7 separate regions of the Mus musculus genome follow, and all the other regions are linked to region 6. Evidence: chromatin contacts called from public Hi-C, HiChIP or PLAC-seq, Micro-C and promoter capture Hi-C data. All regions are on one chromosome and are shown on one strand. Each heading gives the region's core, a stretch centred on a gene start, on an enhancer-like site or on the middle of the called end of the contact. The rest is flanking DNA. Distances are from core to core; before and after follow the strand shown.

Evidence for each region. Promoter capture Hi-C pulls out the DNA fragments that hold promoters and counts their contacts. Hi-C and Micro-C count contacts between places; a contact is called where the count stands out from the background. HiChIP or PLAC-seq counts read pairs in DNA pulled down with a chosen protein or histone mark.
Region 1: a Micro-C map of embryonic stem cells shows a contact between it and region 6, with 1.8 times the contacts expected there. The contact joins the enhancer-like site here to the promoter of Sh3bgrl3 in region 6. A contact is called at or near these places in 1 of 484 Hi-C or Micro-C datasets (embryonic stem cells), 2 of 115 datasets of contacts at active chromatin or transcription factors (T-cell acute lymphoblastic leukemia and embryonic stem cells) and 1 of 9 other capture datasets (liver).
Region 2: a contact with region 6 is called in a promoter capture Hi-C map of neutrophils, with 3 times the contacts expected there. The contact joins the promoter of Zdhhc18 here to the promoter of Sh3bgrl3 in region 6. A contact is called at or near these places in 1 of 39 promoter capture datasets (neutrophils), 1 of 484 Hi-C or Micro-C datasets (CD8 T cells), 4 of 115 datasets of contacts at active chromatin or transcription factors (T-cell acute lymphoblastic leukemia, embryonic stem cells, large pre-B cells and 1 more) and 2 of 9 other capture datasets (liver and pancreatic islet).
Region 3: a promoter capture Hi-C map of liver shows a contact between it and region 6, with 3 times the contacts expected there. The contact joins the promoter of Mtfr1l here to the promoter of Sh3bgrl3 in region 6. A contact is called at or near these places in 3 of 39 promoter capture datasets (the C10 cell line and liver) and 1 of 9 other capture datasets (pancreatic islet).
Region 4: an H3K27ac HiChIP or PLAC-seq map of embryonic stem cells shows a contact between it and region 6, with 6 read pairs. The contact joins the enhancer-like site here to the promoter of Sh3bgrl3 in region 6. A contact is called at or near these places in 1 of 39 promoter capture datasets (embryonic stem cells), 2 of 484 Hi-C or Micro-C datasets (embryonic stem cells and erythroblasts), 2 of 115 datasets of contacts at active chromatin or transcription factors (CD8 T cells and embryonic stem cells) and 2 of 9 other capture datasets (adipose tissue and pancreatic islet).
Region 5: a Hi-C map of Th1 cells shows a contact between it and region 6, with 5 times the contacts expected there. The contact joins the promoter of Arid1a here to the promoter of Sh3bgrl3 in region 6. A contact is called at or near these places in 2 of 484 Hi-C or Micro-C datasets (Th1 cells and embryonic stem cells), 2 of 115 datasets of contacts at active chromatin or transcription factors (effector CD8 T cells and embryonic stem cells) and 1 of 9 other capture datasets (adipose tissue).
Region 7: a contact with region 6 is called in a promoter capture Hi-C map of fetal liver, with 3 times the contacts expected there. The contact joins the promoter of Pafah2 here to the promoter of Sh3bgrl3 in region 6. A contact is called at or near these places in 5 of 39 promoter capture datasets (cranial neural crest, fetal liver, liver and 2 more), 2 of 484 Hi-C or Micro-C datasets (both in embryonic stem cells), 2 of 115 datasets of contacts at active chromatin or transcription factors (Th17 cells and pancreatic cancer cells) and 1 of 9 other capture datasets (pancreatic islet).

The regions. Positions count from the first base shown.
Region 1 is chr4:133,655,409-133,658,496 of GRCm38.p6, reverse strand. No RefSeq gene overlaps it. Among named protein-coding and RNA genes, the nearest start is that of Pigv, 16 kb to the left of the region's middle. Within about 2 kb of position 1,821, at least 36 of the 459 cell types and tissues checked have an H3K27ac peak or open chromatin away from gene starts, as enhancers often do. A contact at or near this core is called in embryonic stem cells, where this site is marked.
Region 2 is chr4:133,631,978-133,635,103 of GRCm38.p6, reverse strand. It overlaps Zdhhc18 (zinc finger, DHHC domain containing 18), which reads left to right and starts at 1,675. Exons shown (of 8, transcript NM_001017968.2): 1 at 1,675-2,025. The coding sequence starts at 1,715.
Region 3 is chr4:134,533,745-134,536,898 of GRCm38.p6, reverse strand. Mtfr1l (mitochondrial fission regulator 1-like) reads left to right here and starts at 1,512. Exons shown (of 7, transcript NM_029759.4): 1 at 1,512-1,649.
Region 4 is chr4:133,840,010-133,842,893 of GRCm38.p6, reverse strand. No RefSeq gene overlaps it. Among named protein-coding and RNA genes, the nearest start is that of Gm12974, 25 kb to the right of the region's middle. Within about 2 kb of position 1,608, at least 180 of the 459 cell types and tissues checked have an H3K27ac peak or open chromatin away from gene starts, as enhancers often do. A contact at or near this core is called in CD8 T cells, embryonic stem cells and erythroblasts, where this site is marked.
Region 5 is chr4:133,752,510-133,755,585 of GRCm38.p6, reverse strand. It overlaps Arid1a (AT rich interactive domain 1A (SWI-like)), which reads left to right and starts at 1,601. Exons shown (of 20, transcript NM_001080819.2): 1 at 1,601-3,076. The coding sequence starts at 1,975.
Region 6 is chr4:134,127,412-134,130,605 of GRCm38.p6, reverse strand. Sh3bgrl3 (SH3 domain binding glutamic acid-rich protein-like 3) reads left to right here and starts at 1,873. Exons shown (of 3, transcript NM_080559.2): 1 at 1,873-1,990; 2 at 2,521-2,688; 3 at 2,800-3,194. The coding sequence starts at 1,943. The coding sequence ends at 2,865. Cep85 (centrosomal protein 85) reads left to right here. Exons shown (of 14, transcript NM_144527.3): 14 at 1-748.
Region 7 is chr4:134,401,109-134,404,288 of GRCm38.p6, reverse strand. Pafah2 (platelet-activating factor acetylhydrolase 2) reads right to left here and starts at 1,377. Exons shown (of 10, transcript NM_001285874.1): 1 at 1,185-1,377; 2 at 46-196. The coding sequence starts at 1,274.

The DNA of each region.
Region 1 (3,088 bases), core at 572-3,071, 470 kb after region 6:
ATAAACTATTCTCTACTATACTGTGTGGCTGTTCCCTCAGGGGGAAGGGATGCCTCAGCATGGGCCAGCTGAGGTACCCCCTTCCCCCATACCTTAACCACACTTCCACCAATTCCCTCTTTATCTTTTTATAAACAACAAAAAGTGTTTACTGCTCTTCCAGTGGTCTATGTGGTTCCAAGCACCCTTGTTGGGCAGCTTAAGACCTCTGGTAACTCCAACCCCAGGGACTCTGACATTCTTTTTAGCTTCCTTGGGCTCCTGAACACACATGGCATACACTCACTCAGATACATATATACATAAGAATAAACACATCTTCAAAGAGTTGAAAGCAGCGAGTGAGTATATTATCTCCCCCCATGCCCTAGTTAGCATTGGCAGCACTGGGGGCAAACCTGTCAGGCCAGCTAGGTAGGCGCTGTGCTGTACTGGTGAGCTACATCCCCAGCCAGAGAGTGACTACAGCAGATGGGAAGAGAATCAGGGAAGAGCGCTCAGCTTGAAGGGAGCCAAGGAATTACTCTAAGATCTGGCTCCAGAGCCAACCCACTGTACACTAAAGCTGTGTGAGCTCACTGAACTCAGCCTGACTTCTCTCATCTGTCCCCGTGCCTACGGAGTTCTTATCCATAAACTCAGCCATCCCTTATGGGAAGGTAAATGTTACTTCTGGATATTTTGAGACATCTCATAATAGTTCTTATTGACCTTGAACTCTACATCCCCCAGACTGGCCCAGAACTGTCCATCCTCCAGGTTGAGATCATACATGCATGTACACCACCGTACACATCAGAGATCGTTGAATGGGGTAGGTTTTTAGTCTCAGAACTTGGAAGATAGAGGCAGGCATATTTCTGTTAAGTCTATGCCAGCCCGGTCTATCTAGCAAGTACCTGGATAGCCAGGCTTACATAGTGAGACTGTCTCAAAAAAAAAAAAAAAAAAAAAAAAAAGAAAGAAAGAAAGAAAGAAAAGAAACACTTGAAAAAAAAGAAATTGATCAGTACTGAGTGTTGTGTTTTATAAAAAAAAGATAAAGAAAGGAGGAACATGTTTTGCAGAGGTGTAGTCAGGTAAGAGGGGAGGGGGTGCCTCAGCTGGCCCATGCTGAGTCATCCCTGCCCCCTGAGGGACCAGCCACACATAGTATAGAATAGAGATTATTCAGGGCATGGCAAGGGAAGCTGAGAGGGTGGTAGAGACAGAGAAAGAGAGACTGAGAGAGAAGAGTAGAGGCCAGCCCCATGAGCACGAGGAGGAAGGGAGGAGGGAAGGGGGCGAGCCGACAGAGTAGGAGCAAGAAGGCAAGAGCTAGAGAGAGCAGAGCAGCCCCTGTTACAGTGAGTCAGGCACCTGCTGTTGCCAGGTAACTGTGGGGTGGAGCTTAGACTGAATGAGTATATTAGACCTTTTCCATTACTTCCTAAATAACACAGTACAACTGTTTATATACCACTTACACATTATGGATTATAGACGTGTTTCAAAGGTGCAAGAGGGTTTCTTACATAGGTTATTTACAAAACCTATGTCATTTGTATTTTTGTACCTGGGGTTCCCTTCCTAGACCCTGGGGACAGTTCTTTGGGTCACTGAGGAATGACTGCACTGAACATAGATAGGAATAACATAGTCTTACAGAATAATTGTAAAAATTAAATTTTGACACATGACAAATTTAGGAAAACGCTAACAAAAGAATAGCTGGGTTTTGGAGTGTATTGTGCCGTCGGCACTTCACGTGCTGGGACAGTGGACTCTCAGAGGCTAGGATGAGTGGAGAGGCATCCGCACAGTGTTTACTGCAGTGGTGTTGGGATGGGAGAGATGAGAAAGAAGGCACTGTGGGGCTTTGGGCAAATGGCTGGCCCTCTCTAGACCTGCCTTCTCATCTGCATGTGGAGCTCACTCAGGCGTAGCTGCTCCTCAAGGCCCCTCAGGGAAGGGAGGAGCACTCACAAGCCTTCTTGGGAGGGGCAGTGCAGGGTCCTTCCCTCCCTGGGGATATGTAAGCCATTAATGCTTACTGGAGGCATCGGGGACCTGCCCACACTCCTGTTGGCTGACTAATTAAACTGATGGGTTCACCAAGCTCAGGTCTTTGGTTTGCTGCAGGTGCTATGTCTTCCTTAGGTAGGCAGACAGACGTGTGTGCTCATACCTCCCTGGGGAAAGCTAACGTAACAGGCTGTAAGGACGTGGCAGCTTGGGCCCCACAGAGTCATCATGAGAGCAAAAGAGTGCAGTGGAGAGCACACAGTGACAACATCATTGCCATTAAATGACAAATAACATTCCCGGAAGGGGGAGAAGAAAGGAAGAAGAGCTGCAGAGATAACTCATTCTATAAATATGCTTGCCCGCAGGGCTGGAGAGATGGCTCAGTGGTTAAGAGCACTGACTGCTCTTCCAGAGGTCCTGAGTTTAAATCCCAGCAACCACATGGTGGCTCACAACCATCTGTAATGGGGTCTGATGCCCTCTTCTGGTGCATCTGAAGGCAGCTACAGTGTACTCATGTACATAAAATAAATATTCTTTTAAAACGCTTGCTAATAAGTATATGAGTACTCAAGTTTGATGGCCAGAACCTTTATATAAAAGGTTGGGCTTAGTGGTGCTTTGTGCTTGTAACTACAGTACACACAAGCAGGAACAAATCCTGCGGAGGGGCTCCCTGGCCAGATGACCTAGCTGTGAGGGTTTGAATGAGAATGGCTCCCTTAGGCTCATGTGTTGGGATTCGCGGTTTCCAGTTGGTAAAACTCTTTGGGAAGAATCAGGAGGTATGGGCAGGCCTTGAGGCTTCCAAAGACTATTACATCCCTACTGCAGGCTCCTCCTTCCCCACTCTCACATCAAGTGTATGAGCTCTCAGGAGGTCTGCCTTTGCTCCACCATCATGGACTCTTAACTCCTCGAAACTTCAAGTCCAGTGTTTAACACTTTAGTTTATAAATTGCCTTGGGGGCTGGTGAGATGGCTCAGTGGGTAAGAGCACCCGACTACTCTTCCGAAGGTCCGAAGTTCAAATCCCAGCAACCACATGGTGGCTCACAACCATCCGTAACGAGATCTGACG
Region 2 (3,126 bases), core at 426-2,925, 500 kb after region 6:
GCAGTCTTCTCCTCTGAAACCTCCTGAGCCAGGCTTCCAGAGTTCAAATACCATCAGCAACAAAGTCTCCCGTATCCCTACGAGGGTGGCCCATTAAACCCCACAGAAAGCACTCCACTGCTTTCCAAAGTCCTAAGATCCACATGTCTCCAAACAAAAGCATGGTCAGGCCTATCACAGCAATACCCCACTTCTAGTACCAACTTCTGTCTTAGGGTTTCCATTACTGTGAAGAAACACCATGACCAAGGTAATTCTTATAGAGGAAAACATTTAATTGTGCTCTCATTACCTGGGCCAAGCATATTCAAACCATCACAGTGGTTAAGAGTACTTGCCGAACAATCATGGGTGCCCCAGTTCAGACCCCAGCATCTACCTAACCATTTAGGTATCTTACAGTGAACTTCGGCTCTGAAGGATCTGAGACCTTCTTCAGGCCTCCATGCATACGTAGGCCTGCCCTCTCGGTCTCCCCACGTGCACGTTCAGTCACACAAACACAAATGATCTGTCTTAGGGCAGGTGGAGCAGCTCAGTGCTAGAGACAGGGGTTGCCCAGCTGGTGAGGTCCTGGGTGGGATACTCAAGTATCCCAAAAGCAAAACAATCCCTGTTCTTTTGTTTTGTTTTTCGAGACAGGGTTTCTCTGTGTAGCCCTGGCTGTTCTGGAACTCACTCTGTAGACCTGGCTGGCCTCGAACTTAGAAATTCGCCTGCCTCTGCCTCCCAAGTGCTGGGAGTAAAGGCGTGGGCCACCATAGCCAGCTAGCAATCCCTGTTTTCACAAATGGATGCTAAACTCTCCTTGTCAGGTTCAGGAAGTGCACAAGTCCTTCAGAGAAACCTCGCTGGTGAGCCACTGCAATGAGCTCTAGTAACTTTGGGTGGAGTTTCAGCAAAACTCCCAGGCCTCCAGTCACATCACGAGAAATAAGTTCCACCATCAACTTGAATGGTTTGCAAGGAGGCTGGACCCCATTTGCTCCAGATAAGACTGCCTGATTTAGCCCTATGAGCTTTGGGGGTGATGCATGTAAAAGAATTTGCTAAAATATTTCTGGACTTCCGACCTGAGTCCTAGAAAATATAGTGTGCGCGTGTGTGTGTGTGTTTTCAGCTGAAACAGGGACTCACTTGTAGCCCAGCTCGTTGCAAATTCACCTTGGACCTTGGCCTGAAGGTCCTTGAACCCTACTTGTCTCAGTCACCAGGAGTTAGCCCACCCCAGTTCCTGGTTGGTTAGGTCTGTTGTGAAAACACCCACCTGAAAAAAGTTTGGGGCCCTTAGGCATGATCTCCATTTGGGGATTATCTAGAACCCAGGGTTGAACCTAGGACAGCAGGGAGGGAAAGACTAAAGGATATTTCACTCACACCCCTTTAGACACTCGGAACTTTCAAAGCACCCTTACCAGCTTGCCCTCAGAGGTGGGCGAGCCTGGAGTGCCTGAGCTGTCCCCTGAATCTCTGACTCCTAAGGCAGGGTCTGAGAGCACCGGCAGCTGAGGGAGCCCTGGAGGCCGCATCTGCAGAGCCCGGGCTGGGCGCAGGAGGCGCTGCGGAGCGAGCCGGGGGCGGGGCGGCAGCGGAGAGGCCAACCCGAGCGAGCCTGCCTGCCCGCCCGCCAGCGCCGCGCGCGCCGCCGCCACCTCCGCTGCTCGGCCCGGTCCCGGAGCGGCCGGGCGCGGAGCCGAGGCCCGCGGCCGGCCGCATGAAGGACTGCGAGTACCAGCAGATAAGCCCCGGGGCCGCCCCGCCGCCCGCCTCCCCCGGGGCGCGTCGCCCCGGCCCCGCCGCGCCCCCTGCTCCAAGCCCCGGGCCCGCGCCTGGCGCGCCGCGCTGGAGCGGCAGCGGCAGCGGCAGCGGGAGCCTGGGCCGCCGGCCCCGGCGTAAGTGGGAGGTGTTCCCGGGCCGCAACCGCTTCTACTGCGGAGGCCGGCTCATGCTGGCCGGCCACGGCGGCGTCTTCGCGCTCACGCTGCTGCTCATCCTCAGCACCACCATCCTCTTCTTCGTCTTCGAGTGAGTTCGCCCACCCCCACCCCGGCACTGCGTCCCCGGCCGCCGCTCCTTCCCCGCCCGCATCCGTGAGCCCTCGGGCCTCCGCCCGCCGCCCCGGAACCCCGGAACCCCTTCTCGCCACCCGGACCTTGGGTGCCCCGCCCGGGTCACCAGCTTTTGCCGGGTCCCTCAGGTCCACCTGCGGTCACTCACTGGCTGGTTCTTGCCTATCCCAGGCTCTTTCTGACCCTTCTAGGCGTCTTTCATTCCTGTCCTCAGACAAGTAAGTTTTTGTGTCCTTTGGCTGTGGACACCCTACCATGAATTTTTCTAGGCGTCCTCTCAAGTCCCTCCAAGGTTCTACAGGGTCCTGGCTCCCACACCCGCTTTCCCTCAGTCATGGTCACCCTAGGCCCGGAGGCAGTCCTCCCTAAAGCATCTCTGGGCCTCTCAGACAGGCCCTTCTCTCTCCAGCACTTTCCTTAGTTTCTCCAAAGCTTCTTCCCGACGCTCTCTTAGCTCCCTAGTCCTCTAGGTGTCTCCCACCCTGCCCTGTCTCTTTCCCCTCCGGACACTCTGCATCCCTCGGTGGCGGTCCACCACCGGGACAGCGGGCGGCATCAAGATCCTTTTCAGGAAAGAGACCTGAGTGCTTTCACACGGCCTGTCTTATTTGCCCCTATGGGCTTCTGACCTTTTCCCAGTGACCTAGGGTTGGCCTACACTGTAGCTCCGTTTTAGGACTGAAGGATGGAGGAGTGGCTGCTTATAGTTTTCTCGGGCCACTCATGCATCCAAAGTTTCCACCCACCCTCAGCCTCTAGCTGGAGTCACTTGCCCTGTGACTCCTTGAGGGCACATACACCCCCACTTGAACGCACCCGGGGTGAGTCCCACCTTTCCCTCCTACTTCTTCCTATTGGTTTCTTTTATTATTCATTATGGTTAAGAACTCCATCTCTGGCTCCAGTCCCAGCTCCACCTCCCACTAATTGTGTGGCCTGCAGGCAGTCATTTTACGTTTCCAAACCTCAGTGCCCTCACCTGTAGAATGGGGACTTTAATAGTACCCACCCCCGACAGGGTTCTATTGAGATTGGTCATGCTTGCAAGCCTTTAGCT
Region 3 (3,154 bases), core at 263-2,762, 410 kb before region 6:
TTGTTTGTGAGCCTAGAGGCTGTCTGGGGCTGAGAAAAGAGAAAAACAAACCTGGGTATTCCCCGTAGTTAAAACACTCCTGGGAACATCTTGACCATAAGATAAAGAGGAATGTGAGGACATAACAGGGCTATCTGAACTGAGTCAACAACTCACAGAACTCTGACACCCTGCACGTACATGTAATTTTTCTCCTGATGTTTGAATAAGCCAATAGTGTGTTGCTATGCTGAATTCCACACCCCTAAGCCCCTTACCCCATAAAAACCCCTAGCTTTCCAGCCTCGTGGCCGACATCCGTTATCTCCTGTGTGGGATGCATGTCGGTCCGGAGCTCCGTAATTAAACGACCTCATTTAATTCCATCAAGATGGTCCTTCGTGATTTTTTGGGTGCACACCGAATCGGGAATTGAGTGGGGGTTTCCCCACTAGGTTCTATCAGTGGCTTTGTCGCTGATAGACTATCTGACAGTGATACCCAACAATCAAAAAGGAGCTGAGAAATTCCAGCTATCTATCTTGGCATGTGCCCTACCGGTGTTTAGAAGTAAATGTCTACAATTGTGATACAACTTCCCTGGGATTTAGCACAGTTGCAACTGTGCAGGTTTTTGTAGCCTGGAGCAATAGGCTTTACCAATTCACCTAGGATGTAGTATATTCTGTAGGTGTGTGTACGTACTCACTCTATAATGTTTGTGTAACTCAGTCACCTAAGGACACGTTTCCCAAAGAGTACCCGTTCTTCAGCAACATATAACTGTAATTTCCAGAGGACAACAATAGAGAAATAAAGCATGTATGGGTGTAGTAAGGCAGGTCTGGGCATAATGCCCATTGTGACTGCACAAAGCTGTCCACCCACGAATCCAAAAGATTTGTCCCTGGCAGGTGGGGATTATAGGCTTTGGGAGAACTGGTGAGTCAGGCAAAGCCACGTGCAGAGAAGAAAGTGTATGCCCATTAACTGGATGCCATGGAGACCGGTAGAAAGAGCGACCTTGAGAGCTTTGGTGTCTCCGAGTGCCATCAATCCACCCATCTCATTAACAGACTGAACTATGCTGCACACGTGTGTACGTGTATGAGCGTGTGTGAGACAGAGAACTTTAAAATAGAAGACAGCTATTCCGAAGCACTGGAGGGCATGCCTGAAAGGCGAAAGCAGCCATTTTTGCTGGGGGATGTATCTGGGGGAGCATGAAATGGGACGAGGGTCCAGACTAGATAGGAAAGGCTGAAATGCCAAGATGAGAGGATTCGGAGATCTGCAGCAGGAGTATGGACTATTTCCAGTGCTGAGCAGCAACACTGGCAGACTACCGCTTCCCAGAAGTTTGTTGACACTAAACACGGGAAGCAACTCCTACGGCAGCAACTAAACTTGGGAGGAAAACTCCAGCGGGATGCGCGCACAGACTTCGTGCCCTCCCCCGGAGGGGTGAGGGCGTGGCCCGGGGAGGGGTGTGGCCTCCTGGCCGGTCTGCCGTCCACTCAGAGCCCGCGTCCATTCCGGGCCCCTCTCTAGGCCCGCCTCTCCTGGGCGTGGTGCTCGCCGCGCAGCTGCAAATGATTGCTTCCGGAGGCGGGTCAGCGGAAGTGAGGGACTTCGAGGCCGGGCCGCCCGCTGGGGTAGGAGGGGCTGAGGTGAGTGTGGCGCTGGAGTCCGGGCTAAGCCCGATGCGGGGTCCCACAGGAGACGGGCTCGGTGAGCGCCCTGGGCCGTCGCCGGCGTCTCCGTCCCGGCGCAGGGGAGCACGCGTTCCCTGTTCCCGTGCAAGTTCTCGCGGGAGTCGCCGCTGTCTGCCCCCCTCGGTGAGGGCACTGGTCCCCAGGCGTAGTTGCTGGCCGTGTCACCCAGCGGTTGGGGTCGCCCCAGCCGTTGGAGCGCGGTACGCCCCGGGCCGCGCGGCGTATCTGGGACCTACGCCGGCCTGGAGGCTACTGAGCGGCCCGGCCCGGCCCGCGGGTCCAAGGGCCGCTGGACGCGCGGTAGGAACTTGGCCGACCTTGGCCCGGGCCGGGTCGCCGTCGCGGGGGTGGGGACCCGTCGTTGAGGGCGCAGGGGGCTGCATCTTGCTGGCCACCGGCGCCTCGTGAGACCCTCGCGCGCTCTGCCCGGGTGTCCGCCGGGCACCGCTGGGCTAAAGTTTCTCCCTGGCCCAGGACCTGCCGGGTCGAGGCGCTCTCGGAGCAGAGAGGGTCTGCCGAGAGTGGCCGCACGGGAAGACGCGGGCACGGCCAGCGCAGAAGGAGCTGCGGCAGCGCCGATGTGCGGAGGGAGAGCCGGGGCTGCGGAACCGGCTAGAGCGTCTAGCGGGCACGCGGGGGGCGGGGCCTCGAAGCCAAGTTAGTGTCGCCTACAGCGGTTTCTTAAAAGCAAGCCAAGTGCTTACAGCGGCTGCCGGAGGCCGGGATATGGGCCGTTCGGTTACTTCCATTTCTGTTTTGAGCACCCTCGGAAGGCGATCCAGGCTGCCACGGAGTGAACTGCGAACCCCAGGCTGCCAGGGACAGAGTGATGGATGAGCTGGGTGCTGAGGGACTGAGATAAGCTGGATAAGTTGGGTCCCACAGAGGCAGTGGTATAGACTGGGGCACAGATAGGTGTGTTGGGAGCTGGTAGCCCGGTAGTAGCATGGCCCCAGCAGAAGACTAGGGAGTGAGTATGGTCGCAGATCGTGTACTTGCCAAACTGTATTAGAGCTTGGTCTTAAGAGAGCTGGAAGATGGGGTATATCCTGCTGGCAGGACTGTGGAGTCTAGAAGAGAGTTGAAAGATTTAAACACCAGAGTAATAGAACCGGCAGCTTGTTAAACCCGAGGTTTAGATTCGGTTGGAGTCTTTGGAGATGAAGCAGGACAGGAGAGGGCGTAATGGCAGGAGTAGCACAGTTAAGTGGCCTTTAGCAAGAAGTCTGGCACACAGGGACTTTGTAGGCTTGAACATGGCTGCACATATCAGAACCTGGACCAGACTTTAGACACTGTCCACTGAACAGCCATTTGGTGACTGGCTAGACAAGTTCTTTCCTCTCTCCATGTATACTCTCATGACAACTCTCTAAGGCAGAAGAGGAACTCCAGCTCTCCCTTAAGAGATGCCGACCATCCAGTTCATCTCCTCACTGTTGAGAGCCAGACCTAGGTTC
Region 4 (2,884 bases), core at 359-2,858, 290 kb after region 6:
CCCTCCTTCTCTTTCTCTGTCTCTCTGTCTCTGTCTCTCTGTCTCTCTGTCTCTCTGTCTCTCTCTCTCTTTCTCTCTCTCTCTCTCTCTCTCTCTCTCTCTCGTGTGTGTGTGTGTGTGTGTGTGTGTGTCTATATGTCTGTGCATGTTCAAAAAGCCAGAGAAAGCCGGGCAGTGGTGGCGTATGCCTTTAATCCCAGCACTCGGGAGGCAGACACAGACGGATTTCTGAGTTTGAGGCCAGCCTGGTCTACAGAGTGAGTTCCAGGACAGCCAGGGCTACACAGAGAAACCCTGTCTCGAAAAACAAACAAGCAAACAAAGAAAGAAAAAAAAAAAAACCCAAAAGAGGCAGGGCGTGGTGGCGCACACCTTTAATCCCAGCACTCGGGAGGCAGAGGCAGGCAGATTTCTGAGTTCCAGGACAGCCTGGTCTACAAAGTGAGTTCCAGGACAGCCAGAGCTATACAGAGAAACCCTGTCTCAAAAAAAAAAAAAAAAAAAAAAAAAAAAGTGGGGCTGGTGAGATGGCTCAGCGGTTAAGAGCACACACACACACACACACACACACACACACACACAAAAAAAGAAAAACAAAAGAAAGAAAGAAATATGGGCAGGGGATGGTGAAATGGCTCAGCAGATAAGAGCACTGACTGCTCCTGAGTTCAAATCCCAGCAACCAAATGGTGGCTCACAACCACCTGTAATGAGATCTGATGCCCTCTTCTGGTGTGTCTGAAGACAGCTACAGTGTACTTATGTATAATAATAAATAAATCTAAAAAAAAAAAAAAAAGAAGAAGAAAGAAAGAAAGATGGGCAGTCGTGGTTTAATGTTCAGCTCCGGGTACCGGTCAGCAGACCTTGGTAAATACTCAACCTCTTTGCCTTGCCGTCTACCGACACTTTTCTTGTTTGTTTTGTTTTGTTTTTCCAGACAGGGTTTCACTATATAGTTCTGAGTTCTGACTATCCTGGAACTCTCTCTGGCCTTGAACTCTGAGATCCATCTGCCTGTAACTTCCAAGTACTGAGATTAAGGGTGTATGCCACTGCCGGGGGTGGGCAATGGTGGGGTGGGGGTGGGGTGGGGTGAAAGGAGTAGGAAATGTGGGGGTGGGAGGGTGTGGGGTGGGAGGAGCAGGCGTGCTGGGGAGGCAGAGGCAAGCAGATCTCTGTGAGTTCCAGGCCACAGGGTCTAAAAAGCTAATCCAGGACAGCCAGTGTTGTGTTACACAAAGAAACCCTGTCTTGAAAAGCCACCAACTCTCTGAGAGTTCGTATCTTTAAACATGAATTCAGAGTGGCCCTTGGTTTGTGGTGCTGTTGTTGTTTTGGGGGTTTGGTTTGAGTTTTATACAGGTGACACAAAGATGGCAGAGAAGTAGCTCAGGCTAACACATAGCCACGGGCCCCTCCCTCCCTCCCAGATCACAGGCTCCAGCCTCCTAGGTCAGGACCTCTCCTCATTCTCTTTTTGGGGAAACAAAACTAAAGCCATTTGTAAAACCTGGAGAGGAGGGGGCCTCGGTAAAGTCTTTCACAAGGCCTTCGCTCCCCCCTTCCTGCCCCCAAACCGCTCTCCGAGCTCTAGCTCCTCTGTGTGACTCAACCTGAGACTGCTTTTTATAAGTCACTTCCTCTGCCGCTTCTCTGCTGTGGCTCCACACCTGCCCCCGAGGCTGTGGGCGGAGTTGAGAAATCAAGAGGCAGATTACACACGGGTCTGACCTGAGCCTGAAACTTGTATCTGGGAAGGGCCTGTGGCCACTCTCCCCTGGCAGGAAACGCTCCCTGGGGCTGGATTTAGCTGGGTCCAGTCACTCTGACTGTTGCTATGGAGCATTAACTACAGGGCCTCTGCAGGGGCTTCTGAGGGAGGGGCATTCAAGTAGAGACTAACTGTAAAACTTGAGTGGGGGTTGTGTTTTGTTTTGTTTTGTTTTGTTTTGTTTTGTTTTTGTTTGTTTTTTTGAGACAGGGTTTCTCTGTATAGCCCTGGCTGCCCTGGAACTCACTTTGTAGACCAGGTTGGCCTCGAAGTCAGAAATCCACCTGCCTCTGCCTCCCGAGTGCTGGGATTAAAGGCATCCGCCACCACGCCCGGAGAGTTGGGGTTCTTACGCAGTCTTCTGGCCTCTAAACCTCAGATCTTACAGGTAGCTGCAGAGCGTCCTCTGTGGGTCAGGACTGGAATTCCAGCTTCCTGGGAGGCTGAGACAGGAGGATCCAAATTCAATGTTATCTAGAGCAATTTACTGTGACTATCTTAAACTAAAAAGCAAAGATAGGCCTGAGGACATAGCTTAGGGGTATGGTACTTGCTTAGCATAGGTAAGGACCTAGGTTCAATCCCCACTGGGGAAATAGTTGAATGAGAGTTGGGTCAAGGCTCTGGTAGTGACCATGAGCAGAAGAAACGGGAACACAGCACAGAGACTTCCTAACCCAGGCTATGGGTTATCATCCTAATTTGGGAGGTAGAGGCAGGAGGGTCAGGAGTTCCAGGCTGTCCTTGGCTAGGTAATTTGAGATCCTGTTTCTAAACAACACAAACAAATTACCAAACAAAGAAGAATGTCTGCCAGGAGCCATGGCATACAACTTGAATCCCAGCACCCAGGAGACAGAGGCAGGGGGATCTCCATGACTTTGAGGCCAGCCAGATTATAATTTCCTTGTAGATCAGGCTTGCCTTGAACTCACAGAGATCCACCTACCTCTGCAAGGTCATCACATCACAGGACATCTATGCCTGATGAGTTTTCTTCCATTTTCAGGTCTGAAATATACTACCATAGCCCATGCTGACCTTGGATCTGTTATGTAGGTCAGCCTGGCCTCGAACTCACAATTCTCTTGCCTCCTTCTCCTGAGTACT
Region 5 (3,076 bases), core at 352-2,851, 370 kb after region 6:
TGGAACTGGTGAGGCCTGTAGGTCTGGACAACTCTGAGCTTTTCCGCGAATGCCTTGATCTTCACAGATAAACCTGGCCTTAGGGTCTCTGGTAAACTTCAAGGAGTCTTACACCTTAGGATAGACAGCAGATCTGAGGGGCATCCGTTTTCTGTGTGACCTGTTAGGCTCTTTTTCTCTCTTTATAGAGAAAATGGTTTCCATTTTCTGCATCCCTCTTCTGCAGTGGTTTTTGAACAGAGGTTCTTTCAGTCCCTGGAGCCTCTTCTGTGGGCTGTTTACAGTCTTCCAAGGTACTTGCCTTTGAAGATTGGGCTACTGGCCATTGTGAGCTAGGTTCCCTTAGGAAGTGCTAATGGAGCTTGGTTTGCCTGGAGGACTGTCTTAAGCCCCCAACGCATCAGTAGCCACCATTTTAAGAGAAGTGGTGGGATGACCACGTTTGATTTTCAAACCTCCTGACACTGATCTGATCCGGTGGTTGGATTTGTTCACAACGTAAGTGCCTTTCTTTTCTCTTTTCCTCCTTTTCTCTGGCTAAGTAGACAAGATGCGGCTTCGGCCACTCACTCCACTTTTTATAGCCACACACTTCTGCCCTCTGACTTTAAGTGACCTGGGCAGTCCCCTCCCTTCAGTCTGTTGGTAAAATGGGGGGGGGGGAGATAATCCAGACCTCATGCCCCCAGGGCCTTGTCAGAGAGGGCTAATGAGGGCAGGGCACGGGAGAACCGATAGTTTGAACAATGGTCAGTCCTCCTTTGGGGCTAGCCAAAGGGGGGGAAAAGCAGGGCTCGCTCAGCTGGGTCTCTAGAGCAGGTCTGCAAAAGGCTTTGAAGAAGAAAAGTGCTGCGGAGGTGCTAAGTCGCAGCCAAGAGCCCAGGCCCGGTGCCAGGGGGTCAGGTCCCGGCCGCGGCGGCCGCGGTTTCGGGCTCAGGCCAATTTTGCAGGCGCGGGTAAAGTTCACGCGGCCCGCTCCCTTTGGAGCGGCCGGGAGGGGACAGGCCAGGCTGGGAACGCGGCGAGCGAGGCGGCGCAGGCTCCGGAGGCGCGGGCTCCGGGCCGGGTTTTCCCCGAAGCCTTCGGCGGCGGCGCAGCCGAGCGAAAGAGGCTGAGGGCTTGCCGCCGCCGCCGCGGCTCCTTCTCTCCCCTCCTCCTTTGTGAGGGGAAGGGAGCGAGTCCATTCCACGGCCTGCGCCCGCTCCGCGCTCCAGTCCTGGTTTTTCAGGCGGCCGCGACGGCGCTGGGTAAAATGGCAGTGCTGAGCCTCGTGTCGGAGTGAGGGGGACTCGGAGGAGAGTGGGGCGCTCTAGCTGCTCAGTCCCGCCGCCCGCCCGCCCGCTCTCTCGTTCGCTCTCTCGCCCGCCCGCCCGCCGCCAAGCAGCAGCCTCGGCCCGAGCCGCGGCCGGGGAGGCGAGGCAGGGCGCCCGCCAGAGCAGCGCTCCTACTCTGCCTCCCGGCGCCCCGTCCGCCGCCGCGCGCCCTCCAGCCCGCCCGCCCGCCCGCCCGTCCCGGGTCCCCCCTCCCCCCCCGCTCCCTCCCTCCTTTCCCGCCCCCTCCCCCTCGCCTCCCTCCCTCCCTCCCTCCTCCTTTCTCCGGCAGCAGAAAGCGGAGAGTCACAGCGGGGCCAGGCCCTGGGGAGCGGAGCCTCCACCGCCCCCCTCATTCCCAGGCAAGGGCTTGGGGGGAATGAGCCGGGAGAGCCGGGTCCCGAGCCGCCAGAGCCCGGAGCAGCTGAGCCGCCGGCGCCTCGGCTGCCGCCGCCGCCTCCTCCTCCTCCTCCGCCGCCAGCCCGGAGCCTGAGCCGGCGGGGCGGGGGGGAGAGGAGCGAGCGCAGCGCAGCAGCGGAGCCCCGCGAGGCCCGCCCGGGCGGGTGGGGAGGGCAGCCCGGGGGACTCGGCCCCGGGGCGGGGTGGGAGGGGGGAGAAGACGAAGACAGGGCCGGGTCTCTCCGCGGACGAGACAGCGGGGATCATGGCCGCGCAGGTCGCCCCCGCCGCCGCCAGCAGCCTGGGCAACCCGCCGCCGCCGCCCTCGGAGCTGAAGAAAGCCGAGCAGCAACAGCGGGAGGAGGCGGGGGGCGAGGCGGCGGCGGCAGCGGCCGAGCGCGGGGAAATGAAGGCAGCCGCCGGGCAGGAGAGCGAGGGCCCCGCCGTGGGGCCGCCGCAGCCGCTGGGAAAGGAGCTGCAGGACGGGGCCGAGAGCAATGGGGGTGGCGGCGGCGGCGGAGCCGGCAGCGGCGGCGGGCCCGGCGCGGAGCCGGACCTGAAGAACTCGAACGGGAACGCGGGCCCTAGGCCCGCCCTGAACAATAACCTCCCGGAGCCGCCCGGCGGCGGCGGCGGCGGCGGCAGCAGCAGCAGCGACGGGGTGGGGGCGCCTCCTCACTCGGCCGCGGCCGCCCTGCCGCCCCCAGCCTACGGCTTCGGGCAAGCCTACGGCCGGAGCCCGTCTGCCGTCGCCGCCGCGGCGGCCGCCGTCTTCCACCAACAACATGGCGGACAACAAAGCCCTGGCCTGGCAGCGCTGCAGAGCGGCGGCGGCGGGGGCTTGGAGCCCTACGCCGGGCCCCAGCAGAACTCGCACGACCACGGCTTCCCCAACCACCAGTACAACTCCTACTACCCCAACCGCAGCGCCTACCCCCCGCCTCCCCAGGCCTACGCGCTGAGCTCCCCGAGAGGTGGCACTCCGGGCTCCGGCGCGGCGGCGGCCGCCGGCTCCAAGCCGCCTCCCTCCTCCAGCGCCTCTGCCTCCTCGTCGTCTTCGTCCTTCGCACAGCAGCGCTTCGGGGCCATGGGGGGAGGCGGCCCCTCAGCGGCCGGCGGGGGAACTCCCCAGCCCACCGCCACCCCCACCCTCAACCAACTGCTCACGTCGCCCAGCTCGGCCCGTGGCTACCAGGGCTACCCCGGGGGCGACTACGGCGGCGGGCCCCAGGACGGGGGCGCGGGCAAAGGCCCGGCGGACATGGCCTCGCAGTGCTGGGGGGCTGCGGCGGCGGCGGCGGCGGCGGCAGCGGCCGTCTCGGGAGGGGCCCAACAAAGGAGCCACCACGCGCCCATGAGCCCCGGGA
Region 6 (3,194 bases), core at 624-3,123:
CGCTATGTCGTCTAGGAGTACAGACTCCTCTGTGGTTGCCTCGTGGTTCCCGGGTTGGACATGAGTTTCCCCCGTAAGAGCACAGGGTGGCTGTGGCTGCTCAGTCCTTCCTAAGGCTGGGCGCTGTCGCTGTCCTCTGAACTGTGCCTCTCATTTGGGGTTAGGAGGGTTCCCTTTTCCTGCTCTAACCTTGACAGTTCGGAGCACCTAAGATAAAAAAAAAGTGTTGAGTGTTTTCTGGTGTTTTGTGTTTCTCTAAGGCCTTTGAGCCTTAGCTTTCTGGTTTTTCTTGCCTCCCAATTTAGGGATCGTCTCAGTTGTATCTGGTTATTTGGCCAGCCCTCAACCTCCTCTAGTTTGGATCCAAGGGCCCTGTATGTATGAGGAGTAAAGTAGTTGTGGGGGTGCAGACAGGACTTCTGCTAAGCCTTGGGGCTGTTAACAGCACCATGGACCTCCAGGGCCTGAGGGGCCGCTTTGCCAGTGTTTTAACAAGTTTATGTTTTCTTATGGAGTGGCTTACCTTTCAGAGTAATCACACCCAGCTGACCATCCCCTCAGCCTCCGGGCTGCTGCCTCCTTAAAACAGAGCTTCCTGGTTGGTTTCCACCCTGTTATCGGGAGCCCAGCCTCCATGCTCACGGGTATTTTTCTTCGTAAAGTTTATAAAGTTATTTATATGACTCTTTGTTAAGTCGACTGGTTTGTATTGCCTATTTTGATTACAGAATAAAACATTTAACAAACACTCCGGTTTCCTAGTGCCTCCCAGCGTCCCCTGCCAGCCTGCCTGTGACTCTTTTGAAGTGAGTTTAGGCAGATCCAGTGTGGAGGCTCAGTCTTCCCACTTCTGCTCTGGGTGGCGACAGATTAGTCTCTGCCCACACTCCTGTGTTGCAGAGAGCAACCGCCGCCAGTTGTCACTACAAAGTTGCACACCTCTCAGAGGTCAGCAGCTTCTGGGTTTCTGTGGCTTTGAGGAAATGACTTCCCCAGAAGCAGACAGGCAGTTTGCCTCAGCAGGCAGCAGAATTGTGTTGTTCCTGCGCCATTATTTATGTAGCCCCAGGTCTACTCTTGGGGCCTATAGTGAACCTGACAGAGCTTGATCCACAGTTGGAATGGGTGCTGGACTCTCTTCCATCTCATTAGCTGAATTCTTAAAGTTCAAAGATGTGGGGTGTCATTTGCAATGTAAAGGTAGAGTTAAGTTGGGATCACCCCAAAAATAGCTGTGCCAAGGGCCAGTGCAAGCCAGGTTAAGTCGGGGCACCAGCCTTTGACTCCGCACACTAGCACGCTCGCTGTCCCGCAGCCTACTTCCTCCCCCTGGCTCCTGAAGGGTGTGAGCCGCTCCCCCACCCCCTCGCTTACAGCCACCACCCCTTTCTTGTCTGAGCCTGTTTGAGTGGAGAGGTGCTTTAGAGAAAATGTCCTGGCTGCACTGGCCCTCCCCGCCCTCCAGCGCCCCACCACAGCTTTCCCCCCGGCCCTTGCTGTCTAAGCTTGCGAACTGACCCGCCTTCCAAAGTTCCATACTGAGCTGTGCTATTAAGAGACCGGGAGACCTGGGTGGCACTGCTTTGGCCACTGAATGTACACAACCCGGGTAGACTGGGGAAAGCTTTTAACTGAACCGGTCCGCCTGCCTTCCCAGCTTTTTCTGCCTTTTAGCCGGTCCCCAGCATGGGGCTGAGGGGGAAGTGGGGGAGCCAAGTAGCTGCAGAGGACAGGGGTCCTCCCGGCTCCAGGCCACGGAGCAGGGCGGGGTCATGCAGGCCCCGCCTTACCCGCCTGCGCAGCTCATTGGTCCCGAGAGCAGTGACTCGCGGGCGGAGCAGGAAGGAAACCGCTCCCAAGCGCGGCGGCGGCAGCGTAGTTCCTAGCCGTGCAGCTGCCGCTCCCACCGTCCCTCAGTTGGTCTGTGTCCCCCGCCTGCAGCATGAGTGGCCTGCGCGTCTACAGCACGTCGGTCACCGGCTCCCGAGAAGTAAGTGTGTGCCTGGGCCGGCGCCCGGAGAGGGTGGGCCGTCTCTGTGCTCCGACCAGCGCCCGGGAGCCGCCCCCACGATGGAAGCAGTGAGGTGCGGGGTATGGCCTCCCAGGTCTGGTCCAAGGGCTGGGCCCAGCCTGAACCCCCGCACCAAGGGCCCCTCGGCATCCCCAGCGTGAGCTGCCCACGCTCATTCCCCCAGTATAGGGCCATCCATTCTCTTGCACCAACCCCCGACCGCTTTAATCCCGCTTCCTCTCCACTGTGCGGCTGTGGAGGAGGAGATGTGTCTTGTAGAGAGGGCCTGCCCCTCGCCGAGTCTAGCTTCCCTGTCATGCACAGAACTTGCCCGTCTTCTTTCTGAAACTCTAGTAGTTTACCTGTCTATCCTTGGACCCTTCCCATCCCTTAGTGGCCAGAACCTCCCCTCAGAGTGGGCAGGATAGAAGCTGTTGCTCACACCCGAAGGAATTCCTCCCACAAATCCTTCAGCTTGCCTGCCAACCCTGTCAATCCTCCGCCCCTAGATCAAGTCCCAGCAGAGTGAGGTGACCCGCATCCTAGATGGGAAGAGGATCCAATACCAGCTAGTGGACATCTCCCAGGACAACGCCCTTCGAGATGAGATGCGAACCTTGGCTGGCAACCCCAAAGCTACCCCACCTCAGATTGTCAACGGGAACCACTACTGTGGGGTATGGGGTTTGGGTTCTGGGAGGTGTTGGAGGACTGCAGCCAGGGTCAGACCTGGGCAAACAACTGGGGTGCCCTGCACCTCGACTCAGGTGACTGCCTCCCTTCCTCAGGACTATGAACTCTTCGTGGAGGCCGTGGAGCAGGACACACTGCAGGAGTTCCTGAAGCTGGCCTGAGTCAGGATGGCCACCGATCCTATCCAGCTAGCTCTTCACCAGGCCTTGTAACCAACTCCTTGTCGTCCTAATCTGCAAACCCAGACCCAGACCCTTTCCGCAGCCGCCTCCTCTTCCTCCAGAGGCAACATTCCTTATTCACCAACTAGTCTCAAAAGATTGTCTTAAGCCCTGACGATGGCTGTCCCCAGCCACACCTTGGGGCATCCTCTCTGCCTGGCCCTGTCTGATGAGCATTTCTGTTGCTTCCATCAGCCAGAGCTCTGCCAAAGGCCCCGCATCCCCATCCTAGGAGTGCCCTAGAGACAATTAAATGTCCATTCCTCTGG
Region 7 (3,180 bases), core at 128-2,627, 270 kb before region 6:
TGTAACCAGGCACCCGGGAAGCAGCCAGGGCCGGGCCAGCCTTACCGATACCCACGTTGAACAGCAACCCCACCCAGCGCTTGTTATACTGCAGGTAATCGGCCAGACCCATGCTGTACTCGTAGCGGGGAATCCACAGGGGCTGCTCGCACTTCTCTGATGCTTGGCAAGGGTAGAAGAGTCGGAAGAGGCTCCCCTGGGGAAAAGAAGGGAGCAGCTGCTGGGACCACAAAGCTTAGGCATTTGGGGTCAGCAGGAGTCTGGGGCACCAACAGAGAAACAGAGGCTTCCTCCGATCCAGAAACAATTTTGTGGCTAGCACATCAGAGGGCTTATGTCCTGACTGTCAAGTGCATTTCCAATTACATCCTGGAACAGCGCCATACTGTGGACCTAGGCTCCGTGCGAACGAGGGAGGTGGGGGGGCTAGGTCTTTGCTCTTAGGATGAACTCAGTGGCAGCAGAAGGCTTGGTCAGGAGAGGGAGCAGGAGAGGGGTTACCAGGAAGTGGGTGTCTCTCACAGAACAGAGGTGAGCCCAACCACCGGGGACAAAAACCTAAGGAACTTGTTGGGTCATGGTGGCACGTGCCTGAAGTCCTGGAGGTGGGAGGATCAGGGGCTTATGGTCATTCTTGGCTACATTTCCGGTTGGAGGGCAGCCTGAGCTACATGAGAAACCTCAAAAATGTTAAAAAGGAAGAGGAGGAAGAAGAGGAAGAGGAGGAGGAGGAAGAGGAAACAAAGAAAAAGAAAAGCTTAGGAATTGGCAGGAGGTTCAGAAACCAGAGAGAAGTGAATGGGAGGCTAGAGGTGAAGACCTCATCTTCCCACCCAAGCTGTAGAGTCAGGACAGTGGCCTGTGGCCCACTATGCTTCATCCTGTCCCCCTACATCAGGATGGCATCGAAAAACCTCTCTAGGGTCAGATGCCTGGACTCACGACAGGAGAAAGGGTCTGTGAGGTGCCTCTGGCTCCTCCTTGCTGCAGAAAGAACTCGGCCATCTGCGGAGGTTCTAAGAGTTTAAATGAGGAATTTAAAAGCCAGCAGGAAAACAGGCCAAAAGGCTGATGTCCAAACTCTGCCCAGCTGTAACTTAGCAGCCCAGAACTTACACACTTGGACCTGTGCTGGTGAAGTCCCCGCAGTGGAACAGAGCAGGGGCGGAGCTTGGGACACTTACCTCAAGACTGTGACCCTCCATCACATCCGTGCAGCCAATGTGGTGGGGTCCCGAGATGGGTGGGAAGCACACAGACTGGCCGGCCCCCATCTCATCACCAGCTGGACCAAAGCCGGGTGCTCGGGAATTTGCTGGCTGGAAGACAGAACACAGAACAGCCTCTTGCTGGTCTCTCCCTCACTTGCTGTTTCTCTAGGTCATGTGCCAACCCTGTCCACTTCCTGACATCCTTATCACCCCAGCCGACCTTCCTGCCAGCTACTCACTAAATCATATTCGTTATTTACACTTGCGACTTTGCCAACGTTTTCAGGCTCGTCTTTCGGTTGTCTTTCTGCAGTGGCGGGGTGGAAGCCGGGGCCTTACACTTGTTAGGTAGCGACCCATTCCATCCCCAGCCCTATGGACTGTGGTCTTCATTTCCCTCTGGTGGGGTGAGGAGATAGTGGTGATGAGCTAGTCCTCAGATCCCTCAAAACCTACAAACCATAAGGGTGTGGCTCAGTTCTAGCATACAAGAAGCCCTGGGTTCAATTCCCAGAACTATAGAAAACAGCTACGGCGATGAACACCTGTAACCCCAGCACTGAGGAGGGTGGTGTCCGGAGGGTTAGGAGTTCAAGGCAAGCCTGGGATGCATGACTCTGTCTCAGGATTATTGCGTAATGACCCCGCACCTACCGTGTATCTATCTGACAGTAACTGCTGTAGTGATTACAGCCCAGACTTTGCCTTCCCTGGCTAATAACGCCCCACTGAGGTCCAGCTCTTCCTCAGCTAGCACTGTACTAAGTCTCTGATAAACACTGCTTCATCTAACCCTCTCAACAGCTTTCCGAGAAGGGAGGTAGCTGGACCAATTTTGCAGACTCAAGAGCAAGGCAGAGAGGTCTAACTCAGCCCACGAACCGGCTTAAAGCAAGCAACATTTCAATTCCTATTCCTTACAGCCTAAACCACCTGCATGGGCGGGGCCCTGCCCCCCACCCCCACCCCCGCGGTTTGTTTGGACATTCTGAGTCCTCCTCTGGGAGGATCAGTGTGCAAGCCAGAGCAAGCCTGGGCAAAGAGAGACTTTGGAGATGGTTGCTGCCAACGCTCCCTGCAATCACCCCTGTCCCTGCCTCGGCACATACACGTGTGTAACTGAAGAACTCATAGTCCTGAACTGTTTAAGGCCACAGCTGTTACTACACACACACACATACACACACACACACACACACACACACACACACACACACACACACACACACACACACACACACCTTCCTGCCTGCCAATCATCTGGTCCAGAGGAAAAACCCCAAGAAGCCAGCCAGAGTCACTCTACTTAACGTTGGGAGGCAATAATTTTCTCTCTACTATTCCTTTTCCTCTTTTGTTCTTCCAGCGCAAATTTTAAGACACCCACTAATACAAAAAGGAGGAAGGGAAGAGGAGCTAAATTCTGTTGCAGGCTGTGGACCGCACAGCCAGTGGGAAGGGGGAGGAGCCTCTGCCAGACTCCACCCACTCCACCCCACCCCACCCCGGCCCGACCCTCCTCCCCCGAGGCTGAGCACACACACTGGAGAACCAAGACTGCCGCTGCAAGACACATGTGGGTCACATGATGGTGAAGCAGCTGCAGCTCCTGTCATAAAAGAGAGATAAAATGCCACTGGAGTTCTGAGGAGAGTGAGTGTGTCCCCTGAGCGTGGGAGCAGAGAGCAGGGAAAGACAGGATTGAAAGTTAGGAAAGGGCGTGTGAGACATGGGGGCAGTTAGTGCTGGCTGCAGAGGGAGAAAGGAGCGCGTGCACGCGCGCAAGCTCCCACGCGTTCCCGTGGGTGGGTAAGCGTAACCATGTGCACGCGGAGGCCAACCTCTCCTGTTGGTTCTCACGTGCTTCCCATCCTTTTGTTTGTGACAGGGTCTCCCTTTAGCCTGGAGCTTGACCTCGTAGGCTTCCAGGGACCTACCTGTCGGACTCTTGTTGCCCATCATTGAGATT